Regions from separate parts of the Sus scrofa genome. Here region 2 is linked to region 1. Evidence: chromatin contacts called from public HiChIP or PLAC-seq data. All regions are on one chromosome and are shown on one strand. The core of a region is the stretch at or near the end of the contact, and the rest is flanking DNA. Distances in the headings are between cores, read along the strand shown.

The links. HiChIP or PLAC-seq counts read pairs in DNA pulled down with a chosen protein or histone mark.
Region 2: an H3K27ac HiChIP or PLAC-seq map of alveolar macrophages shows a contact between it and region 1. The contact joins two enhancer-like sites. A contact is called at or near these places in 1 of 47 Hi-C or Micro-C datasets (epiblast stem cells) and 1 of 2 datasets of contacts at active chromatin or transcription factors (alveolar macrophages).

Annotation. Positions count from the first base shown.
Region 1 is chr7:64,498,617-64,502,898 of Sscrofa11.1, reverse strand. The region is part of intron 1 of LOC110261573 (a long non-coding RNA gene); the gene reads left to right. Among named protein-coding and RNA genes, the nearest start is that of NFKBIA, 7.4 kb to the left of the region's middle. Within about 2 kb of position 2,203, at least 31 of the 83 cell types and tissues checked have an H3K27ac peak or open chromatin away from gene starts, as enhancers often do. A contact at or near this core is called in alveolar macrophages, where this site is marked.
Region 2 is chr7:65,031,606-65,035,887 of Sscrofa11.1, reverse strand. It overlaps BAZ1A (bromodomain adjacent to zinc finger domain 1A), which reads right to left. Exons shown (of 27, transcript NM_001244159.1): 13 at 100-195. Among named protein-coding and RNA genes, the nearest start is that of CFL2, 57 kb to the left of the region's middle. Within about 2 kb of position 2,312, at least 1 of the 83 cell types and tissues checked has an H3K27ac peak or open chromatin away from gene starts, as enhancers often do. A contact at or near this core is called in alveolar macrophages, where this site is marked.

The DNA.
Region 1 (4,282 bases), core at 954-3,453:
GCAAAAAGACAAAACAAAACAAAACAAACCTCACATGCTTTCAATAAATATCTCTTTCAGGTGTTCCTGCTGAGCAAGTGCCTCAACCACGAGCTCAGCCTGCCTGTTGGGTGACTTGCTGCTCCCAGGGAGGGAGGCAGCCTGCACGTGGCCAGAATTCCTGGCTCTTTCTTTTTGCTGTTTGTTGGCAGTAACCGAATCATAGCTATAGGTGTGAGGGTTCATGGTCTCTTGTGTTCAGGGAGGACTAGTTGGATTTGGAAATGGGTGGAGGCTTAAGAGTACATTGCTTCCCCTGCATGCCAGTATGTTTGTTATTTTAAAAGATTTTTATGTTTATTTATTTATTTTGTCTTGTCTTTTTAGGGCCGCACCCGTGGCATATGGAGGTTCCCAGGATAGAGGTCGAATTGGAGCTACAGCTGCCAGCCTACGCCAGAGCCACAGCAACACCAGATCCGAGCCACATCTGTGACCTACACCACAGCTCTCGGCAACTCCAATCCTTAATCCACTGAGGGAGGCCAGGGATGGAAGCGACATCCTCGTGGATACTAGTCGGGTTTGTTGGGTTTGTTAACCACTGAGCCACAACGGGAACTCCTAAATTTATTTTTTAATTGAAGTATCGTGGGTTAACAATATTGTGTTAGTTTCAGGTGTACAGCAAAGTGGTTCAGTCATGCATTATATATATATATATATATTTTTTTTTTTTCTTTTCCAGATTCTTTTCCCTTCTAGGTTATTACAGAATATTATGCTATACAGTAGGTCCTTGTTGGTTATCTCTCATTTGCTGTTTTTGTCTCGGGTGTAAATTCAGTCTGAGTTCAGTCAGGGTACGAGGAGACTTAACAGCAGGGTGCTTCCACACAAAAGCCTGCGATTTGGCAGGATGTGGGACATACCTAAGAGGAGGTCCCTGCTCTTGGGCATTATAATCAGGTGACGGGCTCATGATCCCTCAGTGTCAGAGGCAAAAGCCATCACCAAAAACTGTATAGCGATGTGGACATTTTTTTTCTCTTCTGTGGTCTGAGGTCTTGGGAATGGTTTAGGACAAAGGTAAACAGAATCATAGCTGCATCGTAGATAATCACAGCAGAATCACAGATTCACTTCAACTTATACCTAGAGTGAAGATTTCAGAACCTTGATCCTCACCCTTCTTTTGTAAGCACCAAGATAATGTCTTTCCCAAACCTCCTTTTAGCCCTTCTGTTCTCTGGAGTAGAGCCCCACATTACTTGGATAAGTGTTAAAAAATGAGACATGTCCTGGAGTCTTATCTTTGAGGTTGTTAATGGAGGGTACTGAAAAAAAATTGACTCTTGAACGTTCTCAGGTTTTTTTTAACTTTTAATTTTTAAATTGAAGTATAGCTGATTTATACTATTGTGTTAGTTTCAGGTGTATAGCAAAGTGATTCAGAAATACGTATATTTTATTTATATATTTGAGATTATTTTCTGTTACAGATACTGCAAAATATTGAATATTGTTCCCTGTATTATACAGCAAATCCTTGTTGCTTATCTCTTTCATATGTAGTAATGTGTATCTATTAATCCCTTACTCTTAGGATGATTTTTAAATGCTGACAGCAAATGAGAGACTGAGTAAGAAAGGTCACAGACAGAAGCCAGGGGCGGGACAAAGGGGGAAATTGGCATGGAACATTTTTCCTTTGTTACCAGGTCTCGGCTGTCAGAGTCAAGTCCCATGACTGTGACAAAGGCCCTCTGGATAAGTCACTCAGCTTGGCTCTGAAATGCTCATTTCCTATATCCCACGGCTGTTTATATAGGCCACAGTTCGGGGATTATTTTACCAAGGACACCGATATTTTCAGAAAATGAAGTCAATTCGTGTGTCATTAAATCCTACATTCATTGACTGAAACGAGAGGCTGGGGGAATGCGGGTGGGCGTGGGTGCAGGTCTTGGTAAGTGATCTATATGGACATGATGATGGAAAGAGGGCAGGGAAGCATGGGTACAAACTGGTCACAAGGGCTCAGATCCACCTCCACCCCAGGTGGCCAGGGCATCAGCATAGGGAGGTCGAGGGAAGGATGAGGATTCACAGGAGAGAGAGGAGGCTACACTACAGGCAGGAGCAGGGAGTAAAAGGAGTTGGATAGGGAGCCACAGTGGAATTTTCCATCAGGAAAGGCAGACTCCAGACACGACGCGCCCAATATGGATGGTACTGTCTGCAGCGACATCTTCAGGCCATCTGTGGAATAACTTCTCCGAGGAATCATGTTCTTAAGGAGTGGATTTCAGGAAAGTTGAGGGAGGAGGTACCCTGAGACTGGATATTAGGTGTGACTGCAGTGCATCATTTATCACAACCCCGGGGGAAAGCTGTGGGTGTTCCCTCTCTTGAAATCCCGATAACTGTTCAGTTCATCCTACTTTGGAAATAACTCTAGCCCATCCTCTTCCATTTCCACTGCCCTCACTTTAGTGCAGGTCCTGTTTCACTATAGTAGCTTCTCAGTGTTTTACACATTTATTGAACACTTAGCAGGGCTGGCACTTGATATGCTTTATCCTATTTAGTCTTCATAATTATTCTCTTGGATGAGTATCATTATCTGTTTTGAAAGGAATTTGAGCCTCAGAAATTTTAAGTCACTCACTCAGAAGCCCAACGCCAACATTCACGCCCATTGCCCTGTGTTGCCTCTCCCCTTGTTCTCTCCTTACTCTGATAGCAAGACTTGATTGTTCCTATTTAAAAGTTTTCAGGAGTTCTCCTGTGGTGCAGTAGGTTAAGGATCCAGTGTTGTCATTGCAGTGGTTTGGGTTGCTGCTGTGGCGAGGGTTTGCTCCCTGGCCTGGGAACTTCTCCATGCCACAGGTGCAGCCAAAAGAATTTTTTCCCCAAAGATATTGGCACAAATTATATGTTGTATTTTCTATAGTATTAAAAATATACGAAGTTGCTATTGTGGCTCAACAGTAATAAACCCAACTAGTCTCTATGAGGACGCAGGTTCATTCCTTGGCTTTGCTCAGTGGGTTAAGGATCCGGCATTGCCATGAGTTGTGGTTGCAGACACAGCTTAGATCTGGCATGGCTGTGGCTGTGGTGTAGCCGATAAATATATGCCATATGGTTTAAAAAACGTGTTTTAAAAATTCAAGTGGTATCAAAGGGTTACAATTACACAATTAAATCTTCTTTCACTAATACACACTTTTGTCTGTTATTTCCTGTAACAGAACTCTAGTGACCCACCGTGACCTGCAGGACAGATTCTGAATTCCTCAGATAGCATTTATAGTCCCCGAGAGTCAGAATCCACCCAGTCTGGCCCCCCTCGTCCCCATTTCTCCCCAGCTCCATCACTGCTTCAGCAGCCCTGGCCTTTGCTGGGCCATGTCCTCTGCTCTCTTTCTCTGCCTGGGTACTGACTTCTTTCCACTTCCTTGCCAGGACCTGTCCTTTCCTCTCTCCCTGTCCCTGAAATACTCTGCCTTCTTTTGAATCTTTCTAATTCATATGGCCTGGCTTGCACATTGGGCCTGAGGTCACAGGTTGCCTTAGATTGCTTAGTGATGGCCCAGTGTCCCCTTTTGACTCTAGTTAGACACAAGGATGGGGGCAGGAATGGACACTGCTCGGGGGAGAGGACAAAAATCTATTTCTTCCGAGTCTCTCTGCTCCAGTTCGGTGTTTGAGGTGGAGTATCCTCTTTGCTTCAGACCTAATGTAATTGTTCTTTGACTCTTCTTCTCTGATAATACCTCACTCTTCATCCAATCAACTCTTCTCTATCTAGACATTAGCTCAGAGCTCATCTCATTTTCCAAAGGAAGAAGGCACTGAGGAGGAAAGGCTATTAGGAGGACAGGAGGTCAAAGCAGGGCCACCATAGAACTCAACCCATCCAGGGATGGAAGCATTAATAAGAGGAGTCAAGCGATTATAAATAGACCTAGATCGTGCCCCCTTCTCTTTTTTCCTCTCTGCTGCCTGAGAGTTAACCTCTGGGCTGGGGCCCAGGGTAAGAAGGCAGACGACTCCTCCTCAGAACCTTCAGTGCAGAGATAGATGAGGTCCTGGAGGCTTGCTTATGACTTGATCCAGCTCCCCAGGACAAGGGAGCAACAGGGAAGTTGGGGCAGAAGCTCTAGTTGGAGAAACAGATAAGCATTTGCCTAGAGCATCCCCTGTGTCGAAGATCCTTCGGCGACACAGAATGAGGGGAAGGAGGCTGAATGGGAATCAGTCTGATTGATTGAGAGGTCACCCAGCAGGGCGACAC
Region 2 (4,282 bases), core at 1,063-3,562, 530 kb before region 1:
AGTTATTTAAAATATAAACAACAAATCCTCAGCAATGTAAAATATACCTTTATAAAATTAAAAATAAAAAGCCAATAAAAAAAAAAAACCCACACATACCCTGATGCAACTGCGGCCATGCAGCTGCCAAAGATGCAACTGCAGACAGTGCAGATTTTGTAGGGTCTGCATCTTCATCCAAAGCCTCTGTTAAATCTTTAAGGAAATAAATACTTTATTCTAGTGCAAATCAAAGCTTGAATATTTGGGAATAATGCCCTTTTAAAATGATGAAAGAAACAGCAAACAACTTAACATTCAGGAACCTCAAAAGAGCCAACACTAAGTACAACAAGCAGCATTCATATTCTGTCTAGTCTGCACATCCAACTATAAATCCTAAGACATACGCTACACACTTTTCCCTTACTTAACACGAGAAGACAATTTCCAAGTTACCAACAAGATGCACATACATATTCCCCAAGAGTGGTAAAATGCACATTAGAATGCAAAACGAATCTCCTTGATCAATATAACTTTAGGAAAGTCTACTTTGAAAATCAGAATCTATTTGAAGACGCCCAAATCTTTTATAAATATTTTAAGATTGAATAATAACAAAGTATAAGTTGTAACCATCACAAAAGCAGCACAGAAAAGGAGCTAAAGGAACTAAAACAGTACAGTGCTGTCACTCAACCACAGATTTATCCTCTTCATATAAATTGCTTGTTTTTATTTTGAAAACTCTTCAATCCAAGAAACAGTAAGAGTATCTCCCTATGTTTTCCAAGTAAATTGCTTTAGCTCTGAAAACAGTGCTTAGCCTACAAAGCGGACTAAAGAGCAAATCTAATGGCACAAAAATGTATTTACACTGGCATATATATATATATATATATATATACACACACACACACACAATTATTCCTTATGTAGATAACAAAAAATTTAAATGTCACCTATGAAAAAACTTTAAGCTTATAAAAAGCCCTTCTGTTGTATCACAGTAGAGTGGACACAGTTTCAGACTAAAAGTTGGATATGTACACTTTATTCTTAGCTCTGCCCAGTTCCTAGTTATGTAGCCTTTAGACCAGTCACTTAATTGGCTTCATTTTTCTTAAAGGGGTAAGTCTAGATCAGCAGTTTTCAAATTCTTCAAATATTTCTTGGAAGCACAATATAAAAGATGCCCTTGTTAAAGTCAGGCACAGAGATGACAATCCTGCCCATTCATCTTTCCAACTCTCCTGGAACAGCATGGAGGGACCCCTGAACAGACTGCAGGGCTCCACAGATTAAAGCTGGAAAATCACTGGGCTAACCTGGTTCTGTGTTCTTAACTTTCTACTACGATTTTCTCCCCCAAAGGTCACAAGCTGAAAAAATGAACCTTAGAGAACAGAAATGTTGTCCTTTACTAAAGGAAAAGGCATGAAAAAGTCAGTTCTGGGATTACGATCACTGACAATTTCATGGCATTAAAAGCATAAACAATACATACAGGAGAAGTTGTATACATGCAGAAATTATTCCTACCGGGCCATGAATCTAGTCAAAATGACAGATATATTCTTCCTCATCAAGAAAATACTAGACCTAAAGCTTTTTCAATTTTCATTTTACAGATAAAGCCAAACAAACTTAAAATTAATAGGCCCTCTAAAATTAACAACAGTCCTAGTTACAGGGCTGTATAAGTATACTGTCTCTCTCCCTTTGCACCTATCACCATACTCAATCTATTTTAGCTCTACAAAGTTATAATTTTCTACAATGAAGGCTACAAGGCCTTAGGAAATAGACAACTAACAAAATGACAGTTTACTTTCAGTTGTATTAAACCAACATGTTAAAATATATATTCTTTAGCTCAATTATCTACCAAATCGCACTGTCAAGAAATAAATATCATTTTAGGATTCACTGAGAGATAACCATTGGGTATGTCATCTCAAGAGAATACAGCTGAACTGTATATGTTATGACTTTCTGAAATAGATATATCTATCACCACTATAATCTAGAATTAGGTAAATACAATTTCAACCCTAAACAATAGCATCTTAGTAAAAACACAAACTATTCTATATAAAAAATTCTCTTGTTCATACACTTTGAAGGGCATTTAGAGGTAAGACAAAAGAGAGGAAGTGATATTTTTAATATGAGAGTTAAAAAATTGCTGATTAAAAAAAAAATCTGCTAATTAAGAGTTCCCTGGTGGCGCCACCTAGCATTTAAGGACTTGGCACTGTCAATGCTGTGGCTCAGGCTACTACTGTGGCTTGGTTTCCATCCCTAGCCTCAGAACTTCCTTATACTGCAGGCATGGCACTGGAAAAAAAAAAAAAAAAAAATCCAAATTGGAGTTCCCGTTGTGGTATTGCTGCGAGCTGCGGTGCAGGTCACAGATGTGGCTTGGATCTCTCTCATTGCTGTGGCAGTGGCAGTGACGTAGGCCAGCAGCTGTAGCTCTGATTTGACCCCTAGCCTGGGAACTTTCATATGCTGCAAGTGCAGCCCTAAAAAGCAAAAAAAAAAAAAAAAAAAAAAAAAATCCAAGGTTTGATATAAAAACATGGAGACCAAAGGCCAAAGAAATCAGATGTTCTTGAAGACAGATAATTACTTCTTTGCCATATTATAAGGAAATACAACATAGTCACTATGAGGCTCTAGACTAAAGTGCTTAAATTTGTAACCCATCACTTTCTTATTAGCCGTATGTCTCTGGGCAAGTTAATTAAACTCCCTGGGCACATTAAATTAAAGTTAAATTTAAAACTCTCTGGGCAAGTTAATTTAAGTCTAGGTTTCTTTATATGTAAACGGCAGAAAAATAGTTATAGTTACATCTACCTTACAAGGGTGGTATGATTAAATGAAACAATGCATCTATAGTGTCTTACTAGCTGTATGATCACTTACTATCTATGTGATCTTCAGTAAATAGCCTCAATGAACCTCAATGTTTTCATCACTAAGATAAATTCATGCTTTTCTGCCAAACTTCCCCATTTCTAAAAAATAGCAAGAAACACCTTACATAATAAGACTAGCTAATGAGGAAATAAAAGAACGTTCAATCCCATTCGACTATTCAGTTGCTTTCGGGAAGACTATGGAAAAGTTGTTTGTTGCTGAGATGGGAGAACATAGGAAAAATACCTGGAGGAACAGTATGGGGCCATTAATGAAAGTGAAATAACCATTTAAAATATGGCCAATAATAACAAGGAAATGAGGGAAGGGCAGAAAAATGCCAAACTATTTTTTTCCCTCTCTAACATTTAAATAACTAGTTTCAAAAGGGGTGTTAAAACCTTTTTAATGGCCAATACTTATTCATAGGTAGACTTTTCTTTATAGACAGTCCTGTATAGAAGCAGAGCTATAAAAATCACAGATCAAACAAATCATGAATAGAAAATATAATGGCCATACACACCTCACGGTTAATATATCTTTCTTTTACACCAGCTGATTTTCCAACACAACTTCCTTTTAACCCTACTTTCTGTCACTAGGACTGCTGAAATTCACCTGCTTCGAATCCTGAATTAAAGAAAGCTTTATCTTGTATTAAGGTCAGAATTTGGTCAATAACCCTGTGACAGTATTGGTCATTAAGACGACCTAAAGAATAAAAGAATGAATTTATGCTACAATGTCTATCTTAGATAATCCATCTGTAGTGTTAGTACTTGTCATTTTAGAAAATCTTTACATGTTTTATAGGTGGATTTACTCTTCTGTCTTCTCTTTAGTAGAGTCTCACCTAACTGACTAAATCATTTGAGTTGACAATGAGGACCACATTGTTAAAATGACCTTGATAAGGGACTTATGCCCTTTAAGAATGTTATTAGCATTCAAGCGAGAGAATATCTGAACTCAGGTTGTAATTTAAAAGGCAACCAACACTGGATACTTACTTATATATCATTGTCCTATTGCTTCAGCAATTAGGCATAAAGGAAATTAGCTCAAATTACCTAAGGACAACCATACTATCTGAATGGAGGAATGTCACATTTTTTTTCTACCAATATTCTGCTCTCAAGATATCTCCAAATAGTTATTTCTTATTGTAAATTCTTATGAAATACACTAAAGTATTGTTATTGTTAATGGTCCTATCTCGTATGTGGCAAAATTCAGAAAGTATTATGTTGGAAGTCAAATCAACCTTTTAATATAAATGCTTAATAATTCCTCTGATTGAAGTAAATACTAAATAAAAGTGAATATTTTCTGTATTAAAAATTAAAAAAGCTTTCCTTCAGAATTATTT